Linked DNA regions of Sus scrofa: region 2 is linked to region 1. Evidence: chromatin contacts called from public HiChIP or PLAC-seq data. All regions are on one chromosome and are shown on one strand. Each heading gives the region's core, a stretch centred on a gene start, on an enhancer-like site or on the middle of the called end of the contact. The rest is flanking DNA. Distances are from core to core; before and after follow the strand shown.

Region 1 (6,364 bases), core at 1,840-4,339:
CTCCCCGAAGCGCAGTCTTCTGCACAGACACCGAGGCGATTACATAGTCTTTGCCCGAGCGCGTCTCAGTCCACAGTCATTCCACCTAAAAGAGGAGACGGGAGGACAAGAAGAAAGTGTAATCAGACATCCCCGGCGCCTTCCTCGGGGTTCCAGTAGACGCCCCTCCTCCTCCTTCACGAAGCCCCCATCGCTACCCTCCGCGAGCTCCTGCCCTCTCCCAGGCCGCTTAATCCTTCCTGGTTCCTTCGAGAAAAGCGAAGTTACTTTTCTTTCCCTGCTGAGCTGGAGCCGTCTTCGCGCCGAGAGGTTGCAGGGGCCCCTCGGGGATGAGCGCGGGGCGCAGGACGCAGTGGAACGAGAGGGGGCGTGCCGAGCAGCCCAGAGTGTGCCGGGAGCGCGGGGGAGGGGAGGCGCCGGGCACGTCAATGTCACGGCTTAATATTTATTCCTATATCATTGTGTTGCGCTGCTACCCTCTCCGCCTGCCCAGGCCTGGACGTACAGGGAAAGGGGCTCCTGGGGTGTCGTGGGACGTTTAGGGGTCGTGGAGAACCTGGCGTGCAGAGACCGCGAGTCCACCCGTGTGGGGCCGCAGAATGTGGGTGGGGGCTCCCCGGACCCTGTAACCCGATGCTGGGAGTGTGCGAGAAGGGGTGGTCAGACATCTGTTCCGAAATTGTTTCCTTTCTTTCTACTTTCAGTTTTTCGACGAAGAGATATTTAAAAACCACTAGCACACACAAATGGTCTTTTTGGGGCAAAGGAGACTGGTTGGAAAGAGAATTCTTCCTCTGACTCGGAGGACCTCCCCGGTGGAAACCCATCAGGTCGGGGAGGGCTGGGGCTCCCGCTACTTGGGGGTGGGTGAGGGATGGGGCCCCGAAAGGGGAGTAGCCCAGGAGACCCTAAGAGTGGGAGAAAGAGGTGTTTGCAGCACTTTGCTTATCGTCTCCTTGGAGAACAACTCCAGAAGGAAGGCAGCATAACCGTGACTCGCCTTGAAATTTTCAACCGACTGAAACCTGAGCAAAACTTAGACCCCCCCTTAAAAGGGGGGGTGGTAAGTGCTGAGCCTCCAGAGCAAAGTGAGAAGAGGCTGCACCCTTCGGCCAGGACTCGCGAACCCTTCCCCATTCCCAGGGTCGCCCCCAACGTAGGTAGCAGAGGTGGCTGCTCCATTCCCCTTTCGGCTCAAGGCCGGGTCGAGTCAGCAGCCAGTGGCCCCCCGGAATCCCCACAACAAAAGGGGGGGTTTCCTTCCCCTTGAGCTGCCATCCAGGGCCTAGGGAACCTCCTCCCCACTGCTGTTTTGGCCTCGGCCGGACATTCGACACTCCCGCCGCGTGTCCGAAATTCCCGGGGCACCTCGGAATTACCTGCCCCGCCACCGCTGGCGCCCTTGCCTTCTGCCAGGAATTAAAGAAACAAACTCTACAACCCCCACAGTATGCAGGCGGAGGGAACAGCAGCGAAGACAGAGTCCTTCACACTCACTCTACTCAAAACTCTCCTTAAAAGGTGAAGGCGAAGCCTGGGGGGAGCCGAGGAACAAGCCCCCAGAGCCAGCACCGCGGTCTGAGCCAGGACAAGGGCCACACAGGTAGCGCAGGAGCAGCCGCAGACTGAGCGGCCCGCCCCTCCCGTGGCCCCCCTCCCCGCCCCAGTCCTGCCCGCCGCTCAGCAGCGAAGGAAGCGTCGGGGACGTCCCACCCCCGCAGGGAACTGAGCCCGCTGCCCCCGCCTGGCCCCGCACCGCCCGCCTCCGCTCTCCCCCCTCGCTCTCCGGACGGTCGGCTCCGGCGGAGAGAAACGGGAGCAGCAGTGCCTTTCCCCCCCGCTCTCCTCCACTTTTTTTTGTTGTTGTTGTTGCTTTCCCACGCTGGCTGAATGTGACTTGACCCCATTTCAAAATAGTTTGACATAGTGCTTCAACATTTCCGCATTCCTCCGCGACTACAAAGGCTGCAGCCGCCTCCTTCTGCTTTCTGTCTCTGCTCTCTGTCTTCACACTCAATGAAATCCTTCATGTGCCTCTCTCCAAGCCTGCCAAGCACCGCAAGGGTCGCCACCAGCGCAGCGACAAGAGGCCGCACCGGGGACCACGACTCCCGCGTGTGCGCACACGCAGATGCTCCCACGTGCACAATGACCGGCGCAGTGCTGGGCCCGAAGGTGCTCACCCGGGGCGTGCATTTTAACTTCAATATTTTAAATTAGGAGAGTAAATTGGGAAACCAAAGCAAGCGTGCATCATTGCGGGGCTCCCAGCCCGGGCGCCGGGCGCCTGCGTGCACTCCTCTAAATGTGCCTAAACGCCCGCAGTGGTTGCCAGCAAAAAGTCTGCGTTAACATTTATCTCACGGTGGGAAAGGTGAAGCCCCCACCCACAGGGTCAGCGAGATGGAGGGCGAGCTTTCGTGGTGAAATAAATATAGGGCACCCAAACATCCCCCCGCATCGAGTCTCCAAAAGCATGCACTTTAAATCCTAAATGTGGGTTATTATGTGAGTTTCCAGGTGGAGTTTGAGTTCCGTTTGAAGAAACCGGATAAGAAGTGTTTGTGTGGGTGTTTGTGCGCAAGGCTATGCGGGATCAAGCACAGGATCTCGGCGTTAGGGGGGTGTCCCTCGTGTGGGATATACCCCTCTTAGCCAGATTAGGAGAAACTTTTGCGCCCCCAAACTGGCCCCCGTAACAAGTCCGCCTCGGGTTGTAAGGGGTTAACTAAAGTGGATTCCGAAAACCTACCACCCCTCCTCCGCACCCGTCGCCCCTACCCACCCTCGCTTCGGACCCCCGCCAAGCCCCGAAATCTCCCCTGGGGACCCCCCACCCAGCAGCCCACCCACCCGAGAGCACAGCTCCTCACCTGATGGGCCTCGCCGCTTCGGGCTTCGCGAGGGGGCTGCGGGTGTCAGTACGACCTTCGCACGTGTCCACCGCGGCGCGGAGCAGGTAACTCGGCTCGGAGGAAGAAGTCACCAGCCCTCTCTCCGGCGAGGGGGTGGGCACTGCGGCGGAGGGCGGAGGGACGGCGGAGGGCGCCGCCCGCGCCGCTCGCTGGGGGCGGACGGGGGCCGCGGGGCTCCGGCCCGCGCTAGGGGCCCGAGTTGGGGAGGCGGCGGAGGCAGCGGGGCGGGGCTGGGGGGCCGGGAGGCCGACTCCGCCGAGACCCTCCCCGCCGCAGCTAGGTTGGGGGCTCGCCGCGCAGTGGCAAGCAAGTGTGCAAATTAAAGCCTTCCGGAGAGAGGGGAGGCGGCCGAGACCCGGCTGTGCTCGGAACCTCCTGGCCCCCTAGCTCTCCGCTCCGAGTAGGGGGCGAAGAAGGGAGGGGGGGAGTTAAATGAAAATTTCCGGCTTTCACTGCCACTGGAGTGGGGATCTTGCGACTAAAATAAAAGGCGTGAGAGGGAGAGTGGAATGTGTCGTCGGGAGTCGGTGGAGTTACCAAATCCAGGGTCGCCCGGAGTTGGGGTTTTGACAGAGTGAGGTGGGGGTATCGGCAGTCTATGATGCAAACGGATGGGAAAAACAGAACAACCAACAGTAATTATGAAGGTCTGTAGGGAGGGTAAAAGCGACACTTTCCAAGAAACTGAAAAATCAGACCAAAAAAATAACTCTTCTCTATTAAAAAAAAAAAATTGGCAGGACGCCTTGTAGAAAAGAAAATACTAATCTGTCCAAAGCACTTTTCACTTTCAGCATGAACTGCATTTGTTTTGTTGTCCTTCGCTTCCTTTCGGCCTCACCAAGCCCTATCTCTTCCTTTTGGACAGAGAATATGATTTGGAAATTGTCAGGCACTTTTGTGGTTAACGATCTACTTGATGGGGCTGGCCGGTTCACAATTATTAAGTGGCTAGCAACTGTTGAGGGTTCACTGAGGTATTTCTGGGGAGCTAAGAAGCCTAAAATTGATTGTAAATAACAGAACTGCAAGATAACACACACACACACACACACACACAGAACACAATTCGGTGGGTGCTCAGTTGAAATGCATTATTGGAATTCTGAAATTTGAAACCTTGTAAGAATGCATATTTTACCTGCTGAGAAAACCTGAATACAATTATTTCAGGTGAAAATGAGATTTTGGAGAAAAAGAAAAGTCTTCTAGACTTTCTACAATGAAGTAAAACAAACCTTAAAATAGCTGTTTTTAGGAAAAAATTTCAGTATTGTCCAAAATCTCTTTCTGTAAAATACTTGAAACTTTTTAAAACATCTTTAATGCAAAGCCTAAAAAATTTTATTTATTTCAGTGCTCTGTGGAAAAATTAAAACCCAACAAAATTCTGTTGGAATTGAAAATATTATTCTATAAATCTTTTTTGACTTTTTGAATTAAACCGTGTTGCTAATTTCATAGTACATCAAAATTTTGCCTTTATAAAATTAATTCTATACTGCAGTGTGAAGTAACAAGTTAGGTAAATAAAAACTGTTGCATTTCCATTGGCAAATATTTTGCACTGAATTATAATAATTTTTCTTAAAAACTAAAAATGAATAATTGTGGTTTTTATGCTCTAGATAATTCATAAAATATACTTTGTCCTTAGAAGCATATCTTCTAAAATGAAATCCAATTTCTGAACAAAATTCTGTTCAGATAATGTGTAAAATTATCTACAATATCCTATACCTTATAGACTTAAGAAAGCAAATTGCTGGATTTTGTATTTATATACAATACTGGATTATTACAAATCACCAATTAGACTTTAAATGAGGAACAAATGGGAATCCTCCATTTTGATAATTGCTCACACTTGTCAGTGTTTTTTAAAACAAGATTTACTTGCTGGCAATTAACACATTTATGTAATTCAGAAATAACTGTCAATAAATAGTCCTAGGAAACAGCAAATGATTCTAAGAATTTGAGTAAATAATTTGTTTAAAAATATTAAGCTATAGTATCTTTTAAATTAACAGAAAAAATGTCTTTCTACACTGGGTTGCATTTTTAATTACTGGATTTGACAACCACCACAGATGGATTAGAAGCTCCATGATTTAGATTACCAGATCACTTGGGCAATGTCTACAACAATGAAACTTTATTTAATTACATATGTTAATACTGAGTGCTACCTCTCTTTATGTCATGTGCTTACTCTGATACTGTTAATTTATCATTGGTCACTCTCCCTGGTTATGGATCACATTAACTCCAAGTTGGTTAAAACTTGAGATCAGGAAGTTTTACAATGGATTGCATAAAATTAGTAAACACCAGATTGTTTTGTTTATAGATAACTTCCTCTGTGGGTAACAGGTTATCATAACAAAATTTGCGCAAAGTTTATAAACTGTGAACCCAATTCCGACTCCTTTGTTTAGGAGTATTCGATGAATGAAAACATGGCATTCAGGATTTGTGCCCATATTTTCACACCGCATCTCCAGTATTCTAAAGCTGCAAATCATCTTAGAGTTTTTAAAAAATTGGAATTCATGGAATTATCTCTAGATATGATGTTGTAGCTTACCTTAAAAGTTTTCTTAGTGTCACATAAGAGATATATTCTGTGTGTGAACATTTTATATCAAATATCTGTAAATGTTTTCACTAAAATAAAAATATTATTTTAAATTCTGGTCTATAATTTATAACACTTTAAGAAATGAGAAATTTATTTAAAGTTACTAATTGTATAATGTACATCTAATTCTAAATGATCTCTGATTTCTATTTGCCATTTGAATTTATAAAATACATGTTCCAGAAACTCAGAAATGAGGTTTTACTAGAATCTACTACACAATAACTTTAGAGATCCATGTAAATTTATACTTTTTGTCTGTAAGCTCTCCTGTTTATCATTTTGATTAAAAAAACTTTTCTGAATTAGTAATTTTGAAATCAGTTACCCTCATTTTTAACTTGATTTATATGTGTATGTGAATATTACATTTGTTGAGTAACTACCACAAAAAACTATTATTTTAACAGAAAAAGCATAATATAATGCAGTGCATCTGAATGCATTCCCCCACCCAATTCCTCCCCACACACCGCACTCCCCCGACACACCCTGGCCCCAGAATTCCCAAAGTTTTTTTTCAGGTTTTCTTTATAATATTGAAAATGTGCTAAATATCCTAGGAAAAATCAACTGAACTACCAACTTTTTCAACTGTAGAGTTGTGGACTTAATTTTATTTAAGTTCAATCTTCTAAATAAATTACTTCCCATCAACTTGGAAATGATCTGGGTTTTCCCCTTCTGGTTGTTGCATATGAACTAGTGCACAGCATTGGAGCAGTGGACTTGAAAAGACTTTGATATCTGCAGTGAGGAAAAGAATACATGAGTTTAGTAGCTTATAAAATTTAAGGAGAAGAAC
Region 2 (6,364 bases), core at 2,610-5,109, 150 kb before region 1:
AGAAAGCCTTTGCCATAAAAGAAATCCTGGGTTCAGAGACACATATGTACAATATAGAGAGATAACAACTACATTTTAAAAATTCCTGAAATATAATGTAAGAGAATAAAAGCAATCACCGAATAAGCTGAAGGAGGTCATCCCATTGCTCCAATGAGATTTATAGGACTGAAAGTATGAATCATCTTGTCTGAAAACATTGGCAAAAAGAAACTTCCATAAAGCCCATTTTGCAGCAAAATCTAAGTAACTGACATTAATAGAAAGAATCTTCAATAGTGCATTTGCTAATGAGCCAGAGCCACAGTCTGCTGAGTTTCATTGTAAAGATAAGTACACATAAACCAAACACAGTACATTTCTGCCTCAATTTTTAAGACTGAGAAACTGCTACCTATGAAGAGAATGGAAGCATCTACCTTGAGATTCCCAGGTTGTTTGTGACTATTTCCATAAATTCATTTCTTAATGGAGCTACATGCCTTTCTATGATTTTTATCATCGGGAGTACTGTGAGAAAGAAGCTTTATTAATGAAAACCAGGCATTTTTACCCACTTTTTTTTTTTCTTTCTTTCTTTTCTTCTTCTTCTTCTTTTTTTTTTTTTTTTTTTTGCTTTTTAGGGCCACACCCTCAGCATATGGAGGTTCTCAGACTGGGGGCTGAATCGGAGCTACAGCTGCTGGCTATGCCATAGCCATAGCAACTTGGGATCTGAGTCACATTTGCACCCTAAACCACAGCTCAGGGCAATACTGGATCCCTGACCCACTGAGCAAGGCCAGGGATCAAACTCGCATCCTCATGGATACTAGTCGGATTCATTCGTTTCTTTTTTTTTTTTTTCTTTTTTTTCTTTTTGGTCTTTTTGCTGTTTCTTGGGCCGCTCCTGCGGCATATGGAGGTTCCCAGGCTAGGGGTCCAATCGGAGCTGTAGCCACCGGCCTACACCAGAGCCACAGCAACTCGGGATCCAAGCCGTGTCTGCAACCTACACCACAGCTCACGGCAACGCCGGATCCTTAACCCACTGAGCAAGGGCAGGGACTGAACCCGCAACCTCATGGTTCCTAGTCGGATTCGTTAACCACTGCGCCACGATGGGAACTCCGGATTCATTCGTTTCTGCTGCTCCACGATGGGAACTCCTTTACTCACTTTCACTTCTGGTACATCTACGATATTTTTTCATCACTGCTCTTCACAGGGTACCTCTTGTACCTTTTCAGTTGGAACTGTTACCCCATTTACCACATTATAACGAACTACAAACCTCTTGTGCATAATCTGGTTCTCCTAACACTGCATATCCCTATCACTGGGCACTTAACTCTTACACGAAGGTCATGTGCAAACAGTGTCTGATGAGAATGATTTACAGGAGCTTTGAAAATTATAACAGGAAAGTATTTTGCTCAGTCCCAAACTCTTTTTTTGTAGGATACGTTTTCTCTGTTGTGTTGCTGCAACACACATAGATAAGGGAGATTTGCTTTTCTTACCTAGGTTAATGGGAGGGAACATGTAGGGGGAGAAATGGAGTCCCCCTACATGTCCCACTGAAAACCTGGGAATGGCAAGGCTCACAGGATAAGCCCAAGGGCTCCAGGGTACCCCATCAGCACTGCCTCCTCTTCTATCTGATGGGCTCTCGGACGCTAAATTCTTTAATAGTTCTTCTAGCCAAAGTTGACTCCATAACTGGATACTCTTTTTTTGGTGAATAGCTTTGCCAGGAGACTGCCTTTGCTTTCAGTCTTTATGAGGAACCAACTCTTAGGTTTATTTTTCTGTTTTACTTGCTTTGTTTTCTAATTCTTTCATTTATGTTTCAAACTTTATTTACTCCAGTCTCCTGATTTATATAGGTATTTTTCTAATGAATTTATCATTCTGTCCTTCAACAATGTTTCCGTTTTTCACAATGAGCATATATAACATTTATCTTCAAAAAACAATAAATCCAGTAGATGCCAGTTGAAAAACACCTCTTTTTATGGTCCCTGGATTGAAGGCTTTTATCTTTATATTCAATCTTTCTTATCCAGTCATAAAAGCATTTTGTGCTCTCAATTAGCCTCGGTATATAGCTTTGGTTATACTGTCCAATTTGATGTAGAGTTCACTGCTTTAATGTGAAGTCGCTCTCACTTGAGAACATGTTAATAAATAGGTGACAGAAAAAGGAGGATTCTACAGAAATTGAGAGAAACTTAATCACAGTAAAATTGAAGCATGACAAGCTGAGCTGCTGAGCAACTGAAATGCCTTGGAAACAAGTAGAGACCAAGACCTTGTGTTACTTCCTGCTCAGGTACAAAGACATCTGCTCATGATCACTTACGTCGGCTTCGACTCATGATGTGACAATCAGCCATTTATTCATCCCATCTTTGGTCATCAGTGAACCCATCGCACAGTACAGGGGGTACAGGAGATGGAGTAAGAGAGTGAGTCCTGGACTGAGCTGTGGAGACGTGGGTGTTAGTTTCAAACAGACAACCAAATAACCTCTGTGTACTGTCTTGCAAAAAAAAGTCATTCTATATCTTTGGACCCCGGTTTCCTCAATGATAAAATCAAGAGATCACGTCACATTATTTCTAAAGTCCTCCTGGCCCTAGAGTCCAATAATCAAGAACAAATAAACTCTACCTGCACAGTGACACTAGCGGACACTGCACTGTGGACCCATGCATCCGAGTCAGTGAGGCTGCTCCCAGAACCTTCACAGTTAGAGAGGAATAAGTACAGGACATTAATAAGTACACAACAGACTTTGGGATTCCATAAAGCAAAACTGAAATTCCAGAAGAGACTGGGAAAAACCTTTCAGAGTATATTTCGGCTCAGGAGGCAAAAGGCAAAGACACACATCTCTTATCAGCTGCAGCGAGAGGCTAGAGGAGAGTTGTGTCTGCATTTCTATGCAATGTGGTGGGGGCTGTTGTTGGTCTTTTCAGAATAAAACATCATTATTCAAGGAGGAGTGCATAGTGACTGACCTTTCAGTAGGCAAGCAAACAAATTTATTACAAAATGTGCTCACAGTTGTCATTTCAGAAGAAAAGGCTAAGATTTTATATGCCTGCTTCTGAAATAGTCACTTAAAAAAAAAAAAAAGAATGGCACAGGGTATAATTTTTTCTGCCCTGACCCACTGTAACATGTGGATTGATCAAAATGAATTCCCTATTTGTGTTAGAAACATTAGAAATCACTGAAGAGAAAAACTATTATGTCAAATGACTGAAATTACATGAAATTACTTAAAATGGGGGAAGATCTGAACCCCCCTATAACACATGAAAACATTCAGGAGGGAGAAATTTAAGCTACATCTATTGTCTCTGGAAATTTCATTCTGTTCTCACACAACTGAATCAATGAAGGTTATTTATAAATATGTAGCTAATAGACTTTTGAAGAACCAGATATGAATGGCAGCATACATATATGAACCTTCTTGGTTTCTTTTAAACATCATCAAACGATGGTCCTAGGACTAAGACGACTTTATTTAAATAAATTGAAAAAAAAAAAAACCCAAAACCCTGCAACTTTTTTGTTGATGACTGAAGAACTCTGAGTTTTAAGACAGAAAAACAAGAAGCAATGCTCAAGGTAATAAGTGCTTTCATGTTACCAGTTCTCATATCGGAGGGCACTGGATTGAGCTAAAGGACAAAGAGATAAGGGCAATATTGCGAGTTACTAACAAATGGCAGATAAAAGAGCTCTTCTGGGTTCTGATTAAGTGACAGCATTCTACACATTCTTTTGACTTGAGAAAGTCAGACGGAGAGCAGCAGCGAAGTTCCATGTGAAGCCCTGCTAAATAAGCATATCTGCATGCTTCCACATTCCAGCGGGACAGGGTTCCTGTCCTGGCCCCGAACAGAAACATGCTCTCTGTGCTCACAGCAAGAACCCGCCTGTGCCTCGGCTTCCATAAAAAAGCATAAATGTATATGCTGAAAGCACAGAGAGGTTTTGTGCTGTGGGATGTGGTGGCCGGGAGCCAATGTTTACAGTCCCCTGGGTGGGAAAGGCCGGGTGAAAGGCTCAGGACGGCAGGCTTTAAAAGTCTTTGCTGTTGCCGCCGGTGACCTTCGCCTCTGTTTTCAAAGCAGCTCTCAGGTTAACCCCTTGGAGTCTGCGTGCACGGGGGCTGCACAAAGGAAATACCTTTCTTTGAAGGACACCTCTCACACGCACATCGGTTTCTGATTTCAGTCGGGGCAGCTCAGAAACACTGGATAAAGAAGCATGTATTTAATCTGCTGTGGGACCCATGGGCGCGTCAGGGGTATCGGATCTGGATTTCCATGTGTGCAAGTGTTCCACAAAGTGAAAGTTTCCAGCTTCAGGCAATGGACTCAAGCTTACAAACTGGGGGATTGTGAAACACGAGCATATTTGGTCTCCCGGGGAGAAGGAAGCATCCAATTTATGCAGAAATGCTCTTTTCCTGGCTAGCCAATGAGAGGCGAGGCTATGAGAGTGGGGCTTCCTATAGGGATCTCTGGACTGGAAGAATGGTGCTTAAAATTAAAGACAGGCTAAATTGCTAACAGCCCAACTTAAAAAGCAGCTGAAGAGAAAAAGCCAATTGTAGAAATGAGAAGGGAGTTTTCCAGTTTTAAGTTAAAGCTGACCATATTCAAATTATTATTGAAGTTTCTACTGTTTCGGCTGAGGAGAATTAATAATCTTTTATACCTAATTTTTAAGACGTAAAGATCCTATTGAAAAAAACTTACCACATATGTGTGTATTTTAGTACAGTCTTTCCTAAATGACTCGAGAAGTTTTTCAATAGTAATATTATTTCAGGCCTTAAAATGTTTTCAGGACCTAAGATTTATTTTGAGAAAAAGTGGTCCGACGTCAGGGACTCAGGTCTATTTTAACAAATGCTTTGGTCCACGAGAAGTTTTGTGGATTTAAAAATGTTTAGTACATATACATGGCTCATCATTAATAATGTTGTCCCTTTATTGAACGCACAGCACACTGAACTCCTGGGGTATGGAAATGAATTGTGCAATTCTAATATCCAGAGTCTATGAATCCCTAACACATGTTTAAGGTTAAGGGTTCAGACTTCTGGAGATGGAAGTGAAAAACAGCACACACCAGAAAATGTAATTGAAACGCACAAAAGTTATTAAAATAAGTCTTATGAAAATCATTCCATCAAATACGAGACCATAATGAGAGGATCTTTCCCTTAGCATTTGGAGGTGAAGTCATGGCCTCTGCGTTACCAGGCAGCTGTCTATAGCATCATAAAGTATGCACATCCTGTGGTTAGAAGTCCACCTCTCCAAGAATGATGCTATGTGAGAATACTGTTCATTTTTTTTTTCTCAATTAATGACTGGTCTTAATAAATACTTCTGAAAACAGATACTAAAATTTCAGTTTGTCCAAGAAGGTTTAACAGTAATCAAAACCACTATCTTGGCTTTCATTACAGACCAAACAACCTGTTCCTTGCTATCTGTTGCAGAAGTCCATGGTGATTAAGTAAATACATTCGAGTCTAGGGCAGACACTGACTAGAAATAATATTTTCAAAACTAAAAGAAACCTCAGAGAGTCACAACAGAGAAGATGCAATAACAGCCAAAGTTTATCGTGGGTTTTCTACATGTCTGGCACTTCACTAAAAACTTTACAAATTTTATGTCATTTAAATCCTGGAATTACTTGTGAGGGGGGCACTGCGAGTTTAACCCACATTCTAGGTAGGAAACTGATGTTCAGAACACGTTAATAACTATAGTTAGCCACATGTCATAATAGGCTAGAATTCAAATGCAGTGTAACCCCCGAGGCTGCAGGTATGACCACTGGGCATGACAGCCATATATGCAAACAGATCACCACCACGGCAAAAGAAGCCCCCGGCAAAGTATTTCACAGCTCTAACAGTTTTGTATACATCATTACCATCATCATCATCATCATCATCATCATTGTCACTGGGGACCCCAAGGCTGATCAATCTTTCAAGAAGGAAGCTGTGTCCAGTTGCAGATTTTTCATTTTATTACTCAGTCCAAACAGTAATATTTGATTTCTAGCTGAGGGCATGAAACTGCCATACTTTGTTTCTGCAATAGATTTGTGAACATTTACATATGATTTTTGCATTTTAAATGGGTTCTATAAGACGCAAAAGGGATTGTCCTTACCACAAATTTTCGTGGTCTACGAACCAGCTGAGGGATATTTTATCTGCAGGCTATAAGATCTCATCACTCCTGGCTGGCCCCCTGACTCTCATCCTAAGTTTTCAAGACAGCGTTTCTCTTTTGTCTCCGTAAACGAATCTTGTCTATAAAAAATTGTTGTT

Evidence for each region. HiChIP or PLAC-seq counts read pairs in DNA pulled down with a chosen protein or histone mark.
Region 2: a contact with region 1 is called in an H3K27ac HiChIP or PLAC-seq map of skeletal muscle, with 5 times the contacts expected there. The contact joins the enhancer-like site here to the promoter of CDK6 in region 1. A contact is called at or near these places in 1 of 5 promoter capture datasets (liver), 16 of 47 Hi-C or Micro-C datasets (alveolar macrophages, brain, embryonic fibroblasts and 10 more) and 2 of 2 datasets of contacts at active chromatin or transcription factors (alveolar macrophages and skeletal muscle).

What each region holds. Positions count from the first base shown.
Region 1 is chr9:72,762,542-72,768,905 of Sscrofa11.1, forward strand. It overlaps CDK6 (a long non-coding RNA gene), which reads right to left and starts at 3,090. Exons shown (of 8, transcript XR_002347034.1): 1 at 2,874-3,090; 2 at 1-85. It overlaps LOC102161391 (a long non-coding RNA gene), which reads right to left. Exons shown (of 3, transcript XR_002347038.1): 3 at 4,281-6,306.
Region 2 is chr9:72,609,767-72,616,130 of Sscrofa11.1, forward strand. The region is part of intron 4 of CDK6 (a long non-coding RNA gene); the gene reads right to left. Among named protein-coding and RNA genes, the nearest start is that of FAM133B, 110 kb to the left of the region's middle. Within about 2 kb of position 3,860, at least 50 of the 83 cell types and tissues checked have an H3K27ac peak or open chromatin away from gene starts, as enhancers often do. A contact at or near this core is called in fetal skeletal muscle, liver, retroperitoneal adipose tissue and 1 more, where this site is marked.